2 separate regions of the Mus musculus genome follow, and region 1 is linked to region 2. A link is a contact called in public Hi-C data. All regions are on one chromosome and are shown on one strand. Each heading gives the region's core, a stretch centred on a gene start, on an enhancer-like site or on the middle of the called end of the contact. The rest is flanking DNA. Distances are from core to core; before and after follow the strand shown.

Region 1 (5,816 bases), core at 962-3,461, 94 kb before region 2:
TGAACATACACAAATAAAAATTTAAAATACTTTTAGAAATTCCTTCCTAAAATATACCTCAAAAGGAAGTCTTATGAGAAGACCTACTAATTTGAGAGCTTTATTTTATTTTTTATTTTTATTGAAAAAAAAAAACCTTCATTTTGGAGTTGATGTCTGCGGTATTCCTGTGTTCATATTTTTCACTAGCCTTGGATTCTCCCAGTCCTCCAAACACTGCTGACTTGCTTTCTTTCGCATTGCATGGTTCTGGCTCCCTCTGCAGCCTCAAATGGAAAAGTGCGGGGCTGTCCTTTGTTACTGAAAAAACCCAGCTAGCTGAGCTGCCTGCTTGTTTGAAGGAGCATTTGCAGCTGGTGTGCAAGTGTAGACGGGAAGCGCAGATTAAGGAACGCCTTACTTTTGTTTTGGCAAGGCTTATTGGAGACTAAAGTTGTATCTAGGGAGGATTCAGGTAGAGGAAAAATGGTGAGGATGGGCTGAAGAGAGGCTGAAGAGGTAAAAGGTGACATTTGCTAAGGAGGAAGTTTCAGGAGCAGTGTTGCAGTGTAGTTGTATGAAGACACTGAGCAGTGACACCTGAAAGGTCCCAGGCTGAAGCCTCCTGGGTCACTGGTCAAGGATTACAGCTTGACTGTGTGATTTAACACTTTGTGTGCCTTGCGAGTGGCTTCTCCGTCAACCATGTAGCAGGGGCTTGGGTTGCCCGCTGTACAGACTGCAGTCTCTTGTGCTTCAGAGTGAGGGAATTAGAATTAGAAAATGTAAGTCGAGCCTTCCTAGGCTGTGATAATGGCTTCAGATTATTGCTTTTCAGTGTTCTCTTGAGATGTTTTATTTCCCCCGTAAGTCCCCGAATCTACAGTGTCCATTAAAGGAAAATTATACCAAATTCTAAAATGTAAGTTTTTAAAGCAGCGGTCACCTTGTTTGACTTGTGCTTATTTTTGGATGAGCATAGGAACTTTGGACAGAGTGGGAATATTTGAGCATGGCGCTAGGGGTGCTGTTAGTGTTAACAGGCTGTGTACTCACCAAGTGAACATAGGTTTCCAAGTTCCTTTGGGTTATTTATGCATTTTGGTTCAGTCTAAAGGTTATTTAAAATTTTTGTACTTTAAATGCAAAATTTTATATAGTAGTACTTCTCTAGAATATTATGCATAGTTGTTGACGTAATGGCTTGGGTAGGCACAGATAGCTGGTATGTGAAGAATAAATTACCACATCAAAGCCTGTGTGCTTTAGAGGGAGGAGTGAGTACATTGGTAGGTATAGAAGATTACCTTTATTACACGGAAAATTTCAGTGTTTATATAAACTTTTGTGGGTTTAGCATATTTGTAGACATAAAGTGAGCCTTGGAGCCTTCAAACATGACCTTTTCATTTAGTAGCTGAGTGTCTTTGGCTTGGTTTTTCTTTTTCTTTTAATTCTTTTCCTGGATTTTTGAATCACCTGAATTAATACCTTGCCTTTATTGTCTTTATGTATTCACGTAAACTGAAAACCCCAAACTGAGTGGGTTGTTGTTATTGTTTGTTTGTTTTAAGTTTTTAAGTATGTTTTGTTTTGTTTTGTTTTAAAGTTTTGTTGTGTATGCTTAGCTGGCCTGCCACTCCCATCTACAATGCTGTTAACTCTCCACAGTCCTGCGTTAGCCTTTGGAATTGGTGCTGGAGACATGAGCATGAGCCCACTCCAGGCTTCAGGTTTCTGTTTGGTCACCAAAGCTTTTCTGTGTCTAGAAGACGAAGGTGAATTACTGTTTCTGTCCTGAAGTGAACCTCACACAGCCTTGTTGATGTTAGTGGGAATGCTAATATCTTTTCTAAAGTTCTTCTGGAGTGTTCCTCTGGCTCTATACTAAAAGGACTGTAATCTTTAGAAATTGAGTTCCTGCAGGGAGGCTGACAGCTCAGCAGATGGTGGGAGATTTTAGGGTGTTGTGTTTGTTATCGCTCATGTAGAGCCGACACAGACTCCAAACCCGAGTCTGTATTTCTCTTGGAGCAGACATTAACCTCTTTTTCCAGGCCGAGACAGTGAAGTGTATCAGTTTTGGTAGCCTGGGTTATAAGAAACCTAAATTAGTTTGAAGTGGAATTATCCTGTTGAAAGGGCAGTTGAAAGCCCTTGACACTGGACAGAGGATTGTCTAGTGTCTAATCTTGGCTCAGAACGCAGCAGACATAATGAGAGTCATTATGAACTGGTGATCTCTCACCCCTCCCCTCAGCAGACCGCATTAGACTTGCAAAAACAGAGAGCACTGTGTGTGCTTGGCCCTGTGCCTGCCCTGTGCCAGAGGAAGAAAGTCTACCTTGTTTGTGCTCCAACCAGATACCGATGTATCCTGTTACTGCTAGGCTGGGTTCTGAGTTCCTCTGTTCAAGCTCGTCTTGACAGATGCTGTCATGGCTGACCCTTAGCAAGACAAATGCAGCCACTTTGCAGGAGTTGGCTTCTACCCAGCTGTGCTTGCCAGTGTCCTGAAAGGACGTTCCTGTGTATTTACCTGTGGTCTATTACCCTCCATCACGATCTGAGCTACCTTCAGAATCTTGGCTGTATCTGAAAGCAATGTGTAGTTGTTTGTTCAAATAAATGCAGTCCCTGAACTTGACTTCCTGATCTTTCAATAACAGCTGTTGCTTAAATACATCCTGAGAATCTCCGGGAAGGTCTCCTGCTACAGAATCAGAACTTTGATAGCTGTGTATCATGGACTCTGGAAGCACCACAAAAAGAGACTCTCCACAGATGAATGTTGGGGGGTTTGCTCTGAATGTTAATCTTTGCCTAGGAGGAATGACAGTTTTGTTGTGTTGCAGCGGGTTGGGATGAAAGAAGACAAGTGGCTGGAAATGAGTGGGGTGAACTATGGTGAGAGCTTGCTTCTGAAGGGTGCTGGCAAAGAGGCTTCATTATGGTATTGAAAAACAGATGGGGGCTTCTTGAAGTCTGTGTAAGAGTGAGTGAGTATGGGTCTCCCTCTCCCTCTCCCTCTCCCTCTTCCTCTCCCTCTCCCTCCCCCCTCCCCTCCCCCTCCCTCTCCCCTCCCCTCCCCCCTCTCCCTCCCCCTGCCCCTCCCCCTCTCCCTCCCCCTCTCTCTGTGTGCTATGTGTGTTTAAAAATCATTCTGGCAGTTGTCTGGGGAAGGAATGGACACACACACACAAACACACACACATGCACACACACAGAGAGGTAGGGAGGGAGGGAGAGAGAGGGGGGGTGAGTGGTGCATTATTTTTTTCCTATCAAGCTCTTAGTAAGAGGCTGGTTTAGTAGAGAAAATAAAGTGGATAGGAAAAGATTTAGATATGTGGGTGTCTGTCAATAGAATTTAGCCAACACTTGTAAATTTAAAAGGTGCAAGAAGAAATAAATCAAAGTTAAGGAAAATGGGTATGTAGTTTTCATCTGAGATACAAGAAAGTACCTGTTGAAGAAGCACACATGGCTTTGTAGCTACATCATGACTCCATCAGTCTGGTGAACACGAGTTTAGAGTATCTTGCACTTGAGGTGTGAGTCAGTTGGTAAGGGCAAGTTTACATACATGAAATCTAACTTTGACTTTTAAGACATTGTACACTGTGTATGGGGATGTAAAGTGGTATTCCTAACACTTGGAATACGGAGGTTAGAAGTTCAAGGCTGTTTTTAGTTGTGTAATACATTCCAGGCCACCCTGTGCTACCTTGATGTACTTAGTAGAATACCACAATATAATGTAGATATTGATGAATATATTCAAGTATAGTTATTTTAACCCAGAGTTCAGACTTGAGATGTAGGTTTGTAGGATAATAATTTTATTCTCAATAACCTTAGTTCTATTTCATCATTAAAGTTATGAAATTATCATTTGTTTTTGCTAGCCTGTATCAATGTTGATACAGACAAGGCTCATATTAGAGATCAGATACTGTTTATTGAGAATGCATTGATTGTGTGTAGCTCAAACATCCATTTCCCTATCTGAGTTCATGCCATGTGAATTGTGGGGCAATTGGTTCTGTATATTCACCATTGTTGAAGCAGCCCACAGGACTACAGGTTAGACATTGTTGTCCTGTCCTTGTTCAGAGCCTTTTGGAAAGATCTTGACGTGGATGTCTCCTTTCATGCAGTGCTGAAGTCTTTAGTGCATATTTCTTAAGTGGAATCAACAGCTTAAACTTTATAGAAAGAAGCTACCATAGCTCGCTGTCTAAAACCTTGCATCTGTACTTTCAACTTCGGCACACTGTGGGTAGCCAGCCTGCTTTTCCTGTCTGATGTGCTGTATCTCTTATATTTATACTTCATCAGTACCCAGAGGTCTTTAATTTTTTTATCTGTTTGTAAATTTGTTTACCTATGGCATTTCTGGTCAGTTCATTACAAAATAAAATGTATCTGTATTAGAGAAGTAATTCAGTAATTAAAGAGATTTCTGCCCTGAAGAACCCGCACTTACTTCCCAATACCTACATCAGACAGATTACAGCCTACAGTTGCAGCTCTACCCCAGTTCATGCTCCCGTCTTGACTCTGTAGGCATTGTGCTCATGGCATATATCCACACAAAATCGACAGCTTTATCACAGTCTTTTCATTTTTTCCTGTGTATGTGTGTGCGCGAGTGCACACACATGCATGCCTATGAGTGTGTGTGAGCGTGTGGTATGCATGTGTGTTGGTGGGGTAGGTTCACACATGTCAAAGAACATGTACAGGGATCCGAGTATAACCTGGGGAAATCAGTTGTCAAAGAACAATTTGCTGGAGTCGACTCTCTCCTCCTAGCATGTGGATCTCAGCAATGGAACTCCGGCCATCAGGCTTGGTAGGAGGCATATATACTTGCTGAGCCTTGCTGTTCAGTATCACTTTAAATGACACCACAGTTCCTGCAATCTCATAGCTTGAAGATGTTCATGGACTCAATTAGATTGGGTCCTGGAAGGTATGTGGTGAAAGAGAAAAGGAAGCTCATTACTTATCAAGCTTCTTGCTCCTGAACACAATTTCAAGCTTTCTTTACCAAATAACAATGCTTTCTACCTGCAGATGTGTTTTCACTCTCAAGAGAGAAATTTGGGGCCATCTGCCAGCATTTGAGAAACTCAAGGTCCTTCCTGTTTGCCCTGTCTGTGCCCTTTTCACATCTTACTCTGAAGATCCATTCTCTCCACAAAGAAGCCTTGTTCTCTGCTATTTGTTCCTACCTTTAGTGAGTGGCTTTGGGAAGTAGCAGGGAGAGGCCTCTGTGTGCACCAGAGTGACCATAGTGAGGAACGAACTGGTAAAGAGATATTTCCTAGTGGGAAGTCAGCACAACACCTCTAATGTATTTCTGCATAGTCCTTGAATTCTGTGCTTTCAGCATTGTCCCACTCTATCACTCCTATAGAAATGCTTTCCTGAAACCCATTAACAATGTAAACAGCCCCCCACCCCCCGTAAGCTCCCAGGCCAATATAGATATATGATCTAGATATTCCCCCATTCATGCTTTCCTCCAGGTGGATCTAGGTTGTGTCATGATGACAGTTAAAACTACCTAGCAGGGACTTCAGAGATGGCTAAGTGGTTAAGAGCACTTGCTGCTCTTGAAGAGGGCCCAGGGTCCATTCTCAGTACACAATTTGTGATTCACAACTATCAAGAACTTCTGTCCAGGGTCCCTAAAGCCCACTTCTGACTTCCTGGGGCACCAGGTTCACTATGGAAAATATTCATACACACGAAATAAAGAATTGTAAAATAAACTAAAAGACTAAGAGACTCACTAACCAGCAACCCTGTCTTCTCAGGAGTGCCAT
Region 2 (5,851 bases), core at 2,280-4,779:
AAAACACCAGAAGTCAGATCAAAAAACAGTGTGGGTGTGTTCATGAGAAATTACACTCCTTAAAGTACACTTCAAACCATGTGTCAATGCAGTTTTGACGCAGCAATGTGCTTTCAAACATGCAGGTCCTGGGTGGTAATTGAAGAATTATTTACTGAGTGTGGTCAACATGTAATATATGAAATTGCAGTGAAAATATAAGCATTGCTATTTCCTATTGCTTTTAAGGCTCTCTGAACATTTCCTGATATCACAGGGCAGCACACTGAACTTTTCCATAGTATTTAATCAAGAACTTGACCCAAATGAGGACGTGGGGTGTGTGCGTGTGCGCGTGTGTGTGTGTGTGCGTGTTCACACAAGGTCTTATGTATTCCTATCTGGCCTGAAACTCACTATTTAGTCTGGCAGTGACCTCGACCTTCTGATCCCTCTGCCTCCATCTCTTGAGTGTTAGAGTTGCCAGCATGCACAACCTTACCCCTGGTTTATGCCATCCTAGTTATTGAACCCATGGGTTCTCATATGCTACACAGGCACTTGGCCAGCTGAGGTACATCCTTAGCCCTTTTTTTCCCTTCCTTTTGTAGATAGCATATTTTCTCTGGGACCAGGTTGCTGAGGTATAGTGAGCCTCCTGCCTCAGTCTCATCTGTAGCTGGTACATGATTCTGTGGAACTAGAGAGTCCAGTCTTTGAGTAACTGAGTAACTGACCACCCACATGATATGGATCAAATCTTTCAGTAAAGTCAAGTTCACTAGCTGGACGTACCACGTGTTTGTTTTTAAGACATGGTCACATGTTGCCCAGGCTGGCCACAAGCTGACTTTATAGCTACTCTTCCAGTGCTGAGGTTACTGGTGGGAGGGGAGGATACCATATCTAGTCTATGCAGGGCTGAATCTTGAATCCAAAGCTTCTTGCATGCTAGACAGGTCCTCTACCAACTGTGCCAGCATCCCCTGCCCACATTACCCCTGCTTGTAAAGTATCTTCATGGACATACAGATTTTCATGTTTGATTTAATTAATATTGACTTAGCACACAAAGTTAACCAGCACAGTGTATATCTCGTCCTCACTGTGTCTGTGTCTCTCACACAAATGAGTTTATGAGACATAATTACTGTTAATGAACTTCAGGTACTAGGACAATGGTCTGTTGTAATAGGATATGCTTGCTTGTGGACATTAAATATTAAGTTCTATCAACAGCTCTGAGGATCAGACAATTATTTTTTAATTTCATGAATGAGGAAACTGAGGCTCAAAGAGCTCCTGGCTATTTAGGCGAGCTCCATCCCCAGCTGGTTGTGGTGGCATACAGTAGCATTGAAGGGGTGGGGTGCATGTTTCATGGACTTTTCAGTGGGGAAAACTGGCATATGTCCTTCCATTCCCAGATAGGTACTAATGACAGACCACAGTCCCAACTTGGTTAATCAATATGTTTACTGGGCTTACTGAGTCTGGGCAATCCCAAATCAACCTTATCATCCAAAGTGCCTCACTTCTATGTGGATGATGTCTCTCCCACAGATGCAATCCCCTTTCCAATTAACCTTCCATTCTCTATATTTTAGTAACTCTCAACCTTGAGGCCACATTAGCTGGGGTTTGACAGAAAGTAGAGTTACCTGGGAACAGGCATTTTCTTTATCAGATGGGCATTGGGTTTGTCTGTGGGACATTTCCTTGATAGATGAATAATGTGGGTGGATGGCATCATCCCTTGAGCAGGTGGTCGGTCTAGGGTTGTATAATAAAGCAAGCAAAGTAACTGAGCCAATGATTCAGTGCTTAAGAGCTCTTTTGCTCTTCATAGCACCATCTGTGTGGTGGCTCACAACTGACTGTGACTTATGTCCAGGGTGTTCCCCTGCCCTCTTCAGGCCTCTCAGGGCACCAGGCCTGCAGGTGGTACACAGACATAAGTGTAGACAAAACACCCATACACATAAAATAAACAACAATGAAGATACTATTACTACTACTACTACTACCCCCTGGAACTCGATGAAATCAAATAAAAAACCTTTTCCCCCTAGTTGTTTTTGGTATTTTATCATAACAATAGAAAACAAACTGGAAGAGACTGGAAGGGAGGTGTCAAAGGGAGTGGCTGGAATCTAAGGTAAGATTGTAGTGCCCCCCCCCCCCCCGATTTCTATGAAAGAACATTGGCATGTCTGATTTTTTTTTTTTTCCTGAGAGAAACAGATGGGAGGGAGAGAGGGAGGAAGGGAAAATATGTGCACAAGAGAGTGTACCGATACCTGTGGAGAGAGCAGGTACTCCCTTGAGGAATTGCAAGTGGGGTTCTGAGCTACTCTACCTGCAATTCAACTGGGATTCATACCTGGGTCCCCTTCAAGAGTAATATGTGCTTTGTGGTTAAGAGCACAGACTATAGATCCATTTCTCTCTGGCCCCAATAGGTCTCTTGATGTTTTCTAGCAGTTATTCACATCTGCTCTGATGATGGCAGAGTAGTGGCTCTTAGGCTTGGAGATCTGTGTCTTACTTCTGAGAGTAGGAGAATCAAGTTGAGGGTCATCCTTGTCTGCATAGTGAATTCAAAGCCAGCCTGAGCTATATGAATCCCTGTCACAAGAAGCTGGGAGAAAGAAATTTTGAAACCCTGACCTCTGGTCTTGTGTTGCATCCACCTGTTGCTCCAGTGTGTATCACTGGTCATTTCATAATTGGGTATGATACAGGGGTTCCACTTGGATCAAAAGAATAGTCAGTCTTGGCCCCCTTTCCCTGCTCTCTTTCCCTTTCTGTTTTCCTCCTCTTCTTATCTCTCCTCCCTTTCCTTTCTCCTTCCCCCTCTTCTTGTCCACTTCCTCCCACCCCCTCCTCTCTCTCCTTTCCTCACCCCTCCTCTTCCCTCAACTACTCACCCCTTCCTTCCCCCAGGAAGCTGAGCCAGCACTCTGTGTTTAGCATTTGATAAGTGAAATATAGGACGTATCAGCCTCTGCCAGGCCAAGAAAACAATGAGCAGGATAGGGCGTGTAGAGTGCCACCTCCCAGCACTCTGTCCCCTCTCTCTCACTGAAGGATTGCTTCCCTGTCAGCTGCCAGACCCTTAATGTGCTGGCTCAGCTTGCAGAGGATCAGTCACAGCTGACAGGCCCTGCAGCTGCAGGTGTGGTACACAGAGCTCTGGGTGGTACCTAGGACATCCTTTGTCTACTGCCAATTGCTTCTGCAAGGGAGCAGCCTCCTTAGAAAGTGGTGAGTACAGCTTCAGATGCAGCCACGGATTCCTAACACTTTCCTTTCTTTGGAGCCTCCATGTGTTGCCTTCCACATCCTTTGCCCGGTCTTAGTCACAGCCAGCAACCAGTGCTTTGACATTGGCACTGTGAAATAGAACTGGGCAGAGAGGCCCAGGGGCTGCTTGTGAGCCTCTGTGGGCTTGGCTCCTAACAGTATGGGATGCAGATTGGCCTTGCAGAAGGATGTTAAATAGTATACTCAGAGGAAGTGCTTGTGGATGCTTCCAATGCCTAATTGGAGATCTAGCTAGGCAATTTTCTTCAGCTTGGCATGGGACGTTCTGGCTGTTTGTAGATGGTGCTTGATTTATACCATGCCAACTTGGTTTTTGGCAGATCCTCTTTAGTGCGTTTATTCTAGAGTTGGAAGCACATCCTAGCTTCGTGAGTGTGTGGCTAGGAGGAGCTTTATAGCTAGGAGGTGATAGATGGCATTTTCAAGGAAGTAGGCATTAACACGGGGTCCTCTTTAATGTATGTTAATAGACATTCAGATGAGTTCTTTATTTTGGAATTAAGGGAGGAAAGAAACTACAGGAGACAGAGAGGGAGTTGTCTAGTTGAAGCTCTGTTAGATGCCAAGAACTTGGCTCTTTTAAACTTCTGCCATCGTCGTACTAGTTTTTATGGTAGTTTCATTATGATGCTGTGATAAAACACTCACTGACCAACAGCAGCTTAGGAGGGAAGCTTATTTGGTTTACACTTCCAGGTCACAGTGCATTAGCAAGAGAGGTCAGCGCAAGAACTCAAGGCAGGAACGTAGCGGCAGAGAGTGCAGAGGAATGTTGCTTCCTGACTTGCTCCTGGATTTGAGTTTAGTTAGCTTTCTTACATAGTCTAGGACCACCTGCCTAGGAAGGTGTCAGATAGAGTGAGCCCCTGCATCAGTTAGTAACCAAGGAGATCCCCTACAGCCACAGGTCTGATCAGCAGGCTCATCAAGGAGCCTTTCTTTCATAGGACAGTAGCTTTATTAGTTTGATATGACCAGTGAGAACAACTCATGTTTGTGGGTATGTCTGTTTCTTATATGTTGTTTTTTAGGGTTGTTTTTCCCCAAGATTGTCTTTTATTGTTTTCTTTTGGCTGGGTTATCCTTGTGGTTTAACTAGTGTTAGTATCTCTTACTGGTCATATATTTTAGCACCTTTCTTAGCACTCTTCTCTCACTTTTCATGTTTCTCAGGTCTTACTACCTCCTAGTCCTCAATCTGGTCCTGTGTTACTGGCTATCAAGTGTAGACGCTAGACTTCATTGTGCTCTGTCTACAGTTAACATGTGGTCACCTAAGAATGTGATAGCAATGCCTTTAACAACCTAAGATGCTGGGTAAAAACAGAAGGCGGGTGTTAAATTTGGATATCCAGTGTGGAGAGATTTTACAGATTTCCTTGTGTGAGAGAATGCATTCTTGATGAATCTGTTGTTGCTCCCTTGGGAGGTTAAGAAATAGTGTAGTGAATATAGAGAGTATATTGCCCTATAGTCGAAACAAGATGGTCATTAGTCAAATAACCAAGGCACTCTTAGCTGCTTCTTTACCTAATCCAGGCACTGTAAACCTCAAAGGTATATGGGAAATTATGTTCTTTCTCTTTTTTGCTGTTTTAAGTTAGAGCGTGTAAGACACACTCTAATTGCCTTCAGAGCTGTTTGCTTTTAATACTAAAATAGCTGTTTAGAGGTCATTGAAGCCTCCTGTAATGTGGAAGCAAGGCTGTCATGTTATCGGTCCCTTTGGGCTTGATCTAGATCTGTTGCTAGGTTTGTTCTTCTCCTCTTTCTTCAGAGCCCATCCTCCCATAGGGCTGGAGCACTCCCTCCTTCTCCATGATTCCTTTCCTCCTTCCCTTCTATCCCGGTCATCAACACAGCTTCATTTTCTTTCTCTTCCACCTTCATTTCTCTCCATCTTAGTTTTTTAAGTTCACTCTCTGCTTCAGTGTTTGCACATTCATTATATGAGCCTCTTAAACTTACTCATCTGTATCCTTATTGATCAACAGATTTCCTTAATGGTATCATAACTTATGTTTTTATTTGTGTATGTGTGTGTGTGTGTGTGTGTGTGTGTGTGTGTGTGTGTACACTTACATACCCCATGTGTGTCGATACTCAGGGAGACCAGAAGAGGATGACATATCCCTTGTGGTCTGGGAATATATCTCAGATCCTCTTCAAGAGCAGTGCAAGCCCTTAACCACTGAGCCACATTCCCAGTTCCTAAACTGCCCTTTTAATACATGTTCATACCGTTAAAATTTCAATCTGCCACTTCATTGTGGAAGAGTCTACTTCTCAGTTTACTTGAAATCCCTGTGCCTTCTTCAGGAACTTCTCCATAGCTATCATTGCTCTGGATGCACATGCTGATCTGTTTTGGCTGGCCTTGCTCTCTCCCCCCCTCTCTCTCCTTTGCTCTAGCTGTCCAGATGCTGGCATGTCTTGAGATCTTCAGTATCATGTCCCCTACTCTCTCCTGCCCTGTCCTCTGGCTAAATAGGATAATGCATATCTACCCTCTGTATAAGCTCCCGCTCTGTGTCTGTGCATAGTA

Evidence for each region. Hi-C and Micro-C count contacts between places; a contact is called where the count stands out from the background.
Region 1: a contact with region 2 is called in a Hi-C map of forebrain, with 5 times the contacts expected there. The contact joins two enhancer-like sites. A contact is called at or near these places in 10 of 484 Hi-C or Micro-C datasets (the G1E-ER4 cell line, the HPC-7 cell line, embryonic fibroblasts and 7 more) and 1 of 9 other capture datasets (embryonic trunk).

Annotation. Positions count from the first base shown.
Region 1 is chr5:132,226,301-132,232,116 of GRCm38.p6, reverse strand. The region is part of intron 2 of Auts2 (autism susceptibility candidate 2); the gene reads left to right. Among named protein-coding and RNA genes, the nearest start is that of Auts2, 310 kb to the left of the region's middle. RefSeq lists an enhancer at 1,757-2,965. Within about 2 kb of position 2,211, at least 76 of the 459 cell types and tissues checked have an H3K27ac peak or open chromatin away from gene starts, as enhancers often do. A contact at or near this core is called in forebrain, where this site is marked.
Region 2 is chr5:132,133,784-132,139,634 of GRCm38.p6, reverse strand. All of the region lies in intron 2 of Auts2 (autism susceptibility candidate 2), which reads left to right. Among named protein-coding and RNA genes, the nearest start is that of 4930563F08Rik, 260 kb to the right of the region's middle. Within about 2 kb of position 3,529, at least 15 of the 459 cell types and tissues checked have an H3K27ac peak or open chromatin away from gene starts, as enhancers often do. A contact at or near this core is called in forebrain, where this site is marked.